2 separate regions of the Zea mays genome follow, and region 1 is linked to region 2. A link is a contact called in public Hi-C data. All regions are on one chromosome and are shown on one strand. Each heading gives the region's core, a stretch centred on a gene start, on an enhancer-like site or on the middle of the called end of the contact. The rest is flanking DNA. Distances are from core to core; before and after follow the strand shown. Region 1 holds the start of LOC103635290 (phosphatidylinositol/phosphatidylcholine transfer protein SFH6). Region 2 holds the start of LOC100192576.

The links. A called contact is a pair of places that touch in the nucleus more often than the background predicts.
Region 1: a contact with region 2 is called in a Hi-C map of endosperm, with 5 times the contacts expected there. The contact joins the promoter of LOC103635290 here to the promoter of LOC100192576 in region 2. A contact is called at or near these places in 9 of 25 Hi-C or Micro-C datasets (ear, endosperm, leaf and 2 more) and 2 of 3 datasets of contacts at active chromatin or transcription factors (leaf and seedling).

Annotation. Positions count from the first base shown.
Region 1 is chr8:64,787,447-64,791,134 of Zm-B73-REFERENCE-NAM-5.0, reverse strand. It overlaps LOC103635290 (phosphatidylinositol/phosphatidylcholine transfer protein SFH6), which reads right to left and starts at 1,293. Exons shown (of 14, transcript XM_020542484.2): 1 at 1,108-1,293; 2 at 927-1,015. The coding sequence starts at 960. LOC103636978 (protein TIFY 11b) reads left to right here and starts at 2,562. Exons shown (of 3, transcript XM_020542998.1): 1 at 2,562-2,684. The coding sequence starts at 2,562.
Region 2 is chr8:64,633,223-64,637,021 of Zm-B73-REFERENCE-NAM-5.0, reverse strand. It overlaps LOC100192576, which reads left to right and starts at 1,764. Exons shown (of 9, transcript NM_001137791.2): 1 at 1,764-2,212; 2 at 2,335-2,394; 3 at 2,823-2,905; 4 at 3,210-3,372; 5 at 3,485-3,614. The coding sequence starts at 2,126.

The DNA of each region.
Region 1 (3,688 bases), core at 44-2,543, 150 kb before region 2:
CAAAATCCAAGCAAAGAGCTATTTTTGTTCCGTAGCAGCAGTTACTCTTAGGTGGGTTAGACTAGACAGAAAATTGTGCTTTACAATGAGAAGCTAGAACTGCAACCTGTCTATTAGATGAATGCTAAACCAGAGGCGCTCTGAGAGATGTTAATATCGGTATGAACAGACCTTCATAGACACAAAGAGTACATGGTAATAAACTAATAATAGTTGAGGCATTGAGTGGTTGAATGATTTATGAACTTGTTAATTTGCACATGTTACAACATTGCTATATGTCGATTATCTGCATTAACTCAGCTTCAAGCATAAGGTTTAAGCCCTCTAAAGAGCATCTCCATTCTCCAACAAGGTGTCTCAAAATAATGCCCAAAAATTTAAACACTACATTATTTAAAGTGTTTAGGCCACTAAAAATAAATTGAGCTCCAACATTTAGACCCTAAATCATGTATTTTAGGAAGTATATTACATTATTATGAACGAAAATGTCGAGAATGATGTAGAAAATAAGTATAGAGCACTAACCGGGTTGTAATATATTTGGATCACTTTATGGTGTGCCCTATATTTGTTTGATAAAAATTTATAAAACAAAGCACTGTTTTTATGAGTTGAGCTCTATATTTCAAGATAGAGCACTGATTTAAGACACTGTTGTAGATGGGGAACAGGCACAGCTTAGGCAGTTGGTAAACAATCTACTTCTGTATTAAGATTTTTTTTTCAAAAACAAAGTACGTTGGATTTTTTTTCCTAGCCCCCGAACCTATAAGGCTATAACCATGCAGGAACACTATTACCCAAACAGAACTCCCTCAATTTGAAAGAAACAAGGAAGAACAAGATGAACCAATAGCACGCGCTAATTCGTCGGGAATCGATTGGTTGCGTCCCAACGGGAAGAAGCACTTCATACTCACATGGCCTAGCAAGTCGGTCGAGGGGGGCTGACATCCCGTCTGCCGATGCCAGAATCGGTCCCCGGAACAAACCCCAAGTTCAGAATCCCCTGCAACCGGCCATTCGGGAGAAAAACACTGATTGATGAACCGTGAACGGTGCACCAGAAGTCGAAATTTTTAACAGCCCCTTTCTTCTTACCTGTTCCAATTTGGATATCGGGAGCCGGTGGTTTTGTCCACGAGGAGAGCCGAGAGCGCCTGCCTCTGCCAGTCTGCCGCTCTGCTTTTCAATGGGTGGCGGTGGAGGTGGAGGTTGGGGTGGGGCGAGGGAGATGCTGCGAGGTCCCGGTCACTTCCCGAGTGGACCCGGCTCATGCACCCGGACCAGCCGAACGGTTGAGCTGTGCCCATGGACCTTATTCGGTGTGTCTGGTAGGCTCGTTTACATTTGGATTCGGAGGCGCGTGCCCTGGGCCTGGCACGATTTCTGTGGGGACCACGGAACAGTGGCCGTGAACCGTAGACCGCGTTCAAGGAGAGTGTGCCGGTGATGTGACGCGTGGAGGAGGGGTTGGCCAGGTCGGACTGGAGATTAATGGTTTCGTTTGGTTGGAGGAGTTGGACAAACTCCTCTCTCGGCACTCTGAGCTCCGCTGGTGGTTCCGTGATTATTTTTAGGGAATGGAAACCTTTTGCCGTCTCTCTTGATCAGTTGCGGCTGCTGCATGCCATGTTTTTAGTTTACCAAAGAGGAAGTGACTAGACAAATAATCTGGTCTGGATTTCGTGGCTACAAGAACAAGAAACCTTTTCGGACATACTCTATGTTACAGTATGTCTTTATATAATGGTGGAGTAGCCTGTTCCTGACCAGACCAAGAAAAACAACGCTAATATCTCAGCCCGGCACATTAAATGTATGTAACTATTGTAGTATTCGCAGCCGCAGCCGTAAACGGATTAAAGATGCAGCAAACCGATACATATTTGAAACTCTAATGGAACTACGGTTAAACAATAGCAGTAAATTTCGTGCTGGGATGCATAGTATCAGCAGTAGTACGCAGTCAGTAACTGCCAGTAGCACAGTGCAGTAGCCCGCCAAGTGCCATTGTGCTCTCTCTTCACTGTCCTGTGTTTTTTTCTGCTGGCATTCATGGCATCAATCAGAAACAGTGGCCAAACAAATTGGCACATCGATGGGGTCGGCACCGAGGGAACTTTCTGTCCATGTCTACGCATCCGATCCGCTAGCTACGCTACCTCTGCCTGAATATCTTTAGTTGTTACACTGATTGCAAAACACCCGTGAGCCATGCTAATTAAAGCGGCTTTGGCTGTCATCGCATCACACGGGAACGGGGCTGTTGGCGAATCAAACAGGTTCGTAGCGTGATCTGATGAAAACCTGAAGGACGAAAGGATTAAAGAGAGCATGCGCCTATATATATATATATATATATATATATATATATATATATATATATATATATATATATATATATATATATATATATATATATATATATATATATATATATATATATATATATATATATATATATACGGCGGCACTAAAATGCACCTGGGTGCATTCTCTATATTGAATGCACCCACCTGCAATAACATCTCGAGCACGTCTCGGCCTCCTGTATGCGCGTCTTCCTGCCCCCCGCCGCCGCGCGCCACCCTCTCCCTCACCGCCGCCGAGTGCCACCCTCTCCCCCACCGCCGCCGAGCGCCACCCTCTTCCCCACCGCCGCCGAGCGCCTCCCTGTCCCCGCGCCGTCGCGTGCCTCCCTGTCCCCGCGCCGCCGCGCGCCTCTCTGTCAGCGCGCCTCCATGTCCCTCGCATTAGGTGTGATTGCAACTGTTGTACAATTCTACCCAAATATCTGTTAAAAATGTAAACACAATGATTGCAACTGCTGGTGTGTTGTAATTGCAACTGCTGGTGTGGTGTGGATGCAACTGCTGAATTGCTCTGATGTGATTGCAAGTACTGAATAACTCTGAAAATTTTGTTAAAAAAATATGATTGCAACTGCTGGTCTGGTGTAATTGCAACTGCTGGTCTGGTGTGATTGCAACTTCTATATAACTATGTCCAAAATTTTGTTAAACAAACAATGATTGCAACTGCTGTCTGGTGTAATTGCAACTGTTGGTCTGGTGTGATTGCAACTTCTTTATAACTATGTTCAAAAATTTGTTAAACAAACAATGATTGCAACTGTTGTCTGGTGTAATTGCAACTGCTGGTCTGGTGTGATTGCAACTTCTATATAACTATGTCCAAAAATCTGTTAAACAAACAATGATTGCAACTGTTGTCTGGTGTGATTGCAACTGCTTTCTAGTGTAATTGCAACTGCTGGTCTGGTGTGATTCCAACTTCTATATAACTATGTCCAAAAATCTGTTAAACAAAACAATGATTGCAACTACTGTCTGGTGTAATTGCAACTGCTGGTCTGATGTGATTGCAACTTATGTGAAGAGGTTGAGTCGTTCGTGGAGAAAGAGGGGCGTGGGCGGGAAAGTGAAAAGGTTCTGTCGGGAGCGGGCGGGAGCGACGAAGACGTGCGGGAGGGACGAAGACGGACGAAGACGACCTGGGTGGGACGGTTGGCTCGGACCTGGCGCGTAGGTTCGGCCTGGGTGCATTTTCTATATTGAATGCACCCAGGTGTAATATATAAAAACAGTATATATATATATATATATATATATATATATATATATAAACTGTATTTATATATTACACCTGGGTGCATTCA
Region 2 (3,799 bases), core at 515-3,014:
GCGAGGCGAGATCGCATCCCTTGAGTAGACGAAGCCTTGACCTGAATCGTGCCCATCAGTCTCTGCAGCTTGTGCTGATGGTGATTACCAGCCGTGTTTAGAAGTGTTGAATGTACCTCTAATTACGGTACCCGACACATATATTTTCGCTTAAGGCCCCTGAATTGTGAGGACCGGCCCTGATATATATAGGACCAAGCAAAGAAACACTATGCCTTGTAAGTTTCAGAAGAAGAAAACAAAACATTATGCCTTGTGGTGTGTGACCGAACTTGGCTTGGCTGGGTTCTTCACGGCTCATTTTGTTTTATTTGTAGAATTTGCTCCTTTCCGTTCTCTGTAAAAATCTTATGACCTGTTTATAAAAATTATCGATCAAACGGCCTCGTGGTTTTGCCTGTGATTGTGACGCAGACGATATGAGAGTGAGTAACCGGTTGAATCAGCTGGCAGTGGCAGTTAGGCGTAGATATCGAGTCAGCTCGGCTCGGCTCGACCGAGCTTGAGCTGGCTTGTTAACCAACCGTTTGGTTGAGGAGCGGGGGAGAATAGAGTGGTTTCATTCCAATTTTCTGAGCGTTTGGTTTCCAACAAAATAAGAGTGGAACGGCTATCAGATCTTCATATAGAAATTTACTATAAGTAGTTGAAATACTCTCGCTCCAAAAAACGGCCGAATGTGAGCGCTCTCTCGGACGTGAGTGCTCTCCCTCCTCTCCTCCCCTCTACACTCATACGACTCTCAAACCAAACAAAGAATGAAACGGCTCCGCTCTATTCTACTCTTCAACCAAACAAAAAATATAGCGGCTCTGCTCTTCTTGCCAAACACAGAATAGAACGGCTACATTCTCAAATACTGGTATGGAGCCACTCTATTCTATTTGACTCTCCAACCAAATGTATCCTAAGAGAACAAGCTGGCTCGGCTCGACTCGTTAAGAAACCGAGCCAGAGAACCAGCTCAGCTCGTTTGCGAGCTCGAGCTAGCCCGTTTAGCTCGCGAGCCCAACAAAAAATAGTATACAGGTATATATACAACAATATAATCAATTGCTAGTTAATTTCATACTAATTTAATACTAGAAAAGGCTAACAATACTCATATTTTATATATCACATCAGTTAAACCCTAAACTAACATAGTTCATCACTTATTAATTCATCCAATACAAGTATAGACTTTGTTTTACAGATAAATACTAGCTCATTCGAGCTAACGAGCTGGCACGAGCTCGTGTCAAGCTGGCTCGTTAACGAACCGAGCTGAGATGTTAGCTTAGCTCGTAATAAAATTGAAACGAGCCGAGTCGAGCTGAGCCGAACTAACCACGAGTCTGAGCGAGCTCACGAGTCACGAGTATTTTGTCCGATTTTAGACGGTGGCAGCATCTAAGCCTATCAAATAAAGCCACGTAGCCCTACAGTATTTCATGAATCCTACCATGTTTTTTTGATGTTATGATGAATAGCATTTCCTATCTGCTAATCGGCACTTTCCCTGCTGGGTGCTAGCTTGTCTGTCATCCATGCATGGATTCAATCACAGCATCATTCGGTCACTGCTCACCAGTCATCAGTCACTACTTCATCACCACCCAGGCCCCAGCAGGGGAGGAGGAGGGGCAGCGGCAATCCACCCTGCCTCTGCCTGCCACACGGAAAGGCCTGGCCCAGACCAATGCGCCCGTTTTCACTCTAGTGTAGTGTTGCCACGGCCGGAAGAGGAACCGCTGTCGGCCTGCTCCACCTCCACGGCTCCACCTGTCTGCTCTCTGTCTGTCCCGCGTCCTCCTCCGCAGCACGACGACCGCATCGCGTTCTACGTTCTCCGCCCTCTCCGCTCCCCCTACTCTGCTTGGTTTCCCAGAAGATTTGATTGGTTTCCCCAAATCCGGTGACTCCATTCCTGTTGTTCTTCACGTCGACCCCGGGAACCTCCCAGAAGGCTCTAGCGACCCCGGCGGTATCGGCCTCTCCCTCTCCCTCTCCAAGATCCGTCCCTTCTTCCCCGTCGATTAGCGTCTGCCTCCTCCATTGCCGCTTGCATTTTTAATACCCGTCTCTTGGTGCATGTAGCTCTGAGTGCTGTGCTGCCGGCGGCGAGATCCAGGAGCTGCCTGCCATGGTGAAGGACAGCGCCTACTACGACGTCCTAGGGGTCAGCGTCGACGCGTCCTCCGCCGAGATCAAGAAGGCGTATTACATCAAGGTGACCCCCACCATCTCCTTACGCCTCGGCCGCGCCCCTCCTCGCTTGCATGTTGTGACGCGGATAGGTAGCTAGTGGACTCGCCTTTTTTTCTCAATTGCTTGGGTGCCTGTTTTCTTCAGGCGAAGCTGGTGCATCCGGACAAGAATCCCGGGAACCCTGACGCCGCACTCAAGTTCCAGGTAGGTTCTCCCTGTGGGATCCGTTATGTATAAGACCATTGACTGCCCTCGAATACCATGTGTCCATCGGAAGATAAAATTCTCTGAAACAAGCCAACATTGAGGCCTTTTGGCTACACAATTAAATCATCAATGTTCTAAAGGTTGCTTTGATTTTCTAGGGATACCATAGCTTTGCAGGGTGCCATCTTTTCTTAGTTTCCCATGTGACAGTGTTTGGTTATTAGTTTCCCATCACTGACGGTGCTTCATTTTCTGAATGTGATACGATATTGGTTTTTTACTAGTTTGAGTTTGATCTTTCTCCAATTGAAATACCTAAACTGTCGACTGGTATTGTGCATGCATAATCTTTGGGACGGATTGGTATGACCTCTGTATGTTCTGACTGCTACAAAATATTGAACTAAATCACTTGGTCTTAACAGGAACTTGGAGAGGCCTATCAAGTTCTTAGTGATCCTGGGAAAAAGGAGGCTTATGATAAGTATGGAAAGGAGGGTATTCCCCAGTAAGTCATGATTCATTTCTGATATTTGGTAAATATTAAGTATATATTTTCTGAAAAAAAGGCAGTCTGCTCATGATTATTCAGATTGAAGTGATTTATCTGCTTTGGGGCATAGAACATGATAGTGCTTAGGATGGATACATAGCATCACAGTGTGCGAGCTATAAAAGAATGCCTGTTTTAGGGAAAGCAGGCAACTGAATGTTGCTCATTGCTTCTATGCAAAAAAAGAGGATGTAAATTGCTTGTGCATTATTCTGTTAATCATTTTCTTACTTTCTTAGTTGTTTTACAACTCATTCAGGGATAACATGGTGGATCCTGCTGCTGTCTTTGGGATGATTTTTGGAAGTGACTATTTTGAAGATTACGTTGGCCAGCTTGCTCTAGCATCTATAGCCTCAGTAGAGGTTGATGAAAACTCAAACAGTCAAGAAGCAAGAGCAAAGGTTCAAGAAAAGATAAAAGTATGTTCTTTCCTGCTGTTTTTTCTGAATCAATTGCATGTGCGGTATTGTTCGATTTAGGATCCACATTGTCACTTATAAGTTGAACTTAATTAACTTTTCTATGGTTCAGGAGTTACAAAGAGAGAGAGAACAAAAGCTTACCCAGAGCCTGAAAGACCGACTTCAACCATATGTAGATGAGAGAAAGGATGAATTTGTGAGCTACGCAAGCACAGAAGCTAGGCGTTTATCTGAAGCAGGTACATCATGCTATAACGTATTTGTTGTGACAACTAACAAGTTGTGATCTTTTTTTCCAAGGGCACCGTCTGTATCTTGCAAATAAAATTTTATTCATCATGTGGTAGACACAGTGATTTAGTTTCGTTCGAATAGATTATATCTTTTTTGTGTGGCAAGCAGTGATGGTGGTCCTCTGATGTCT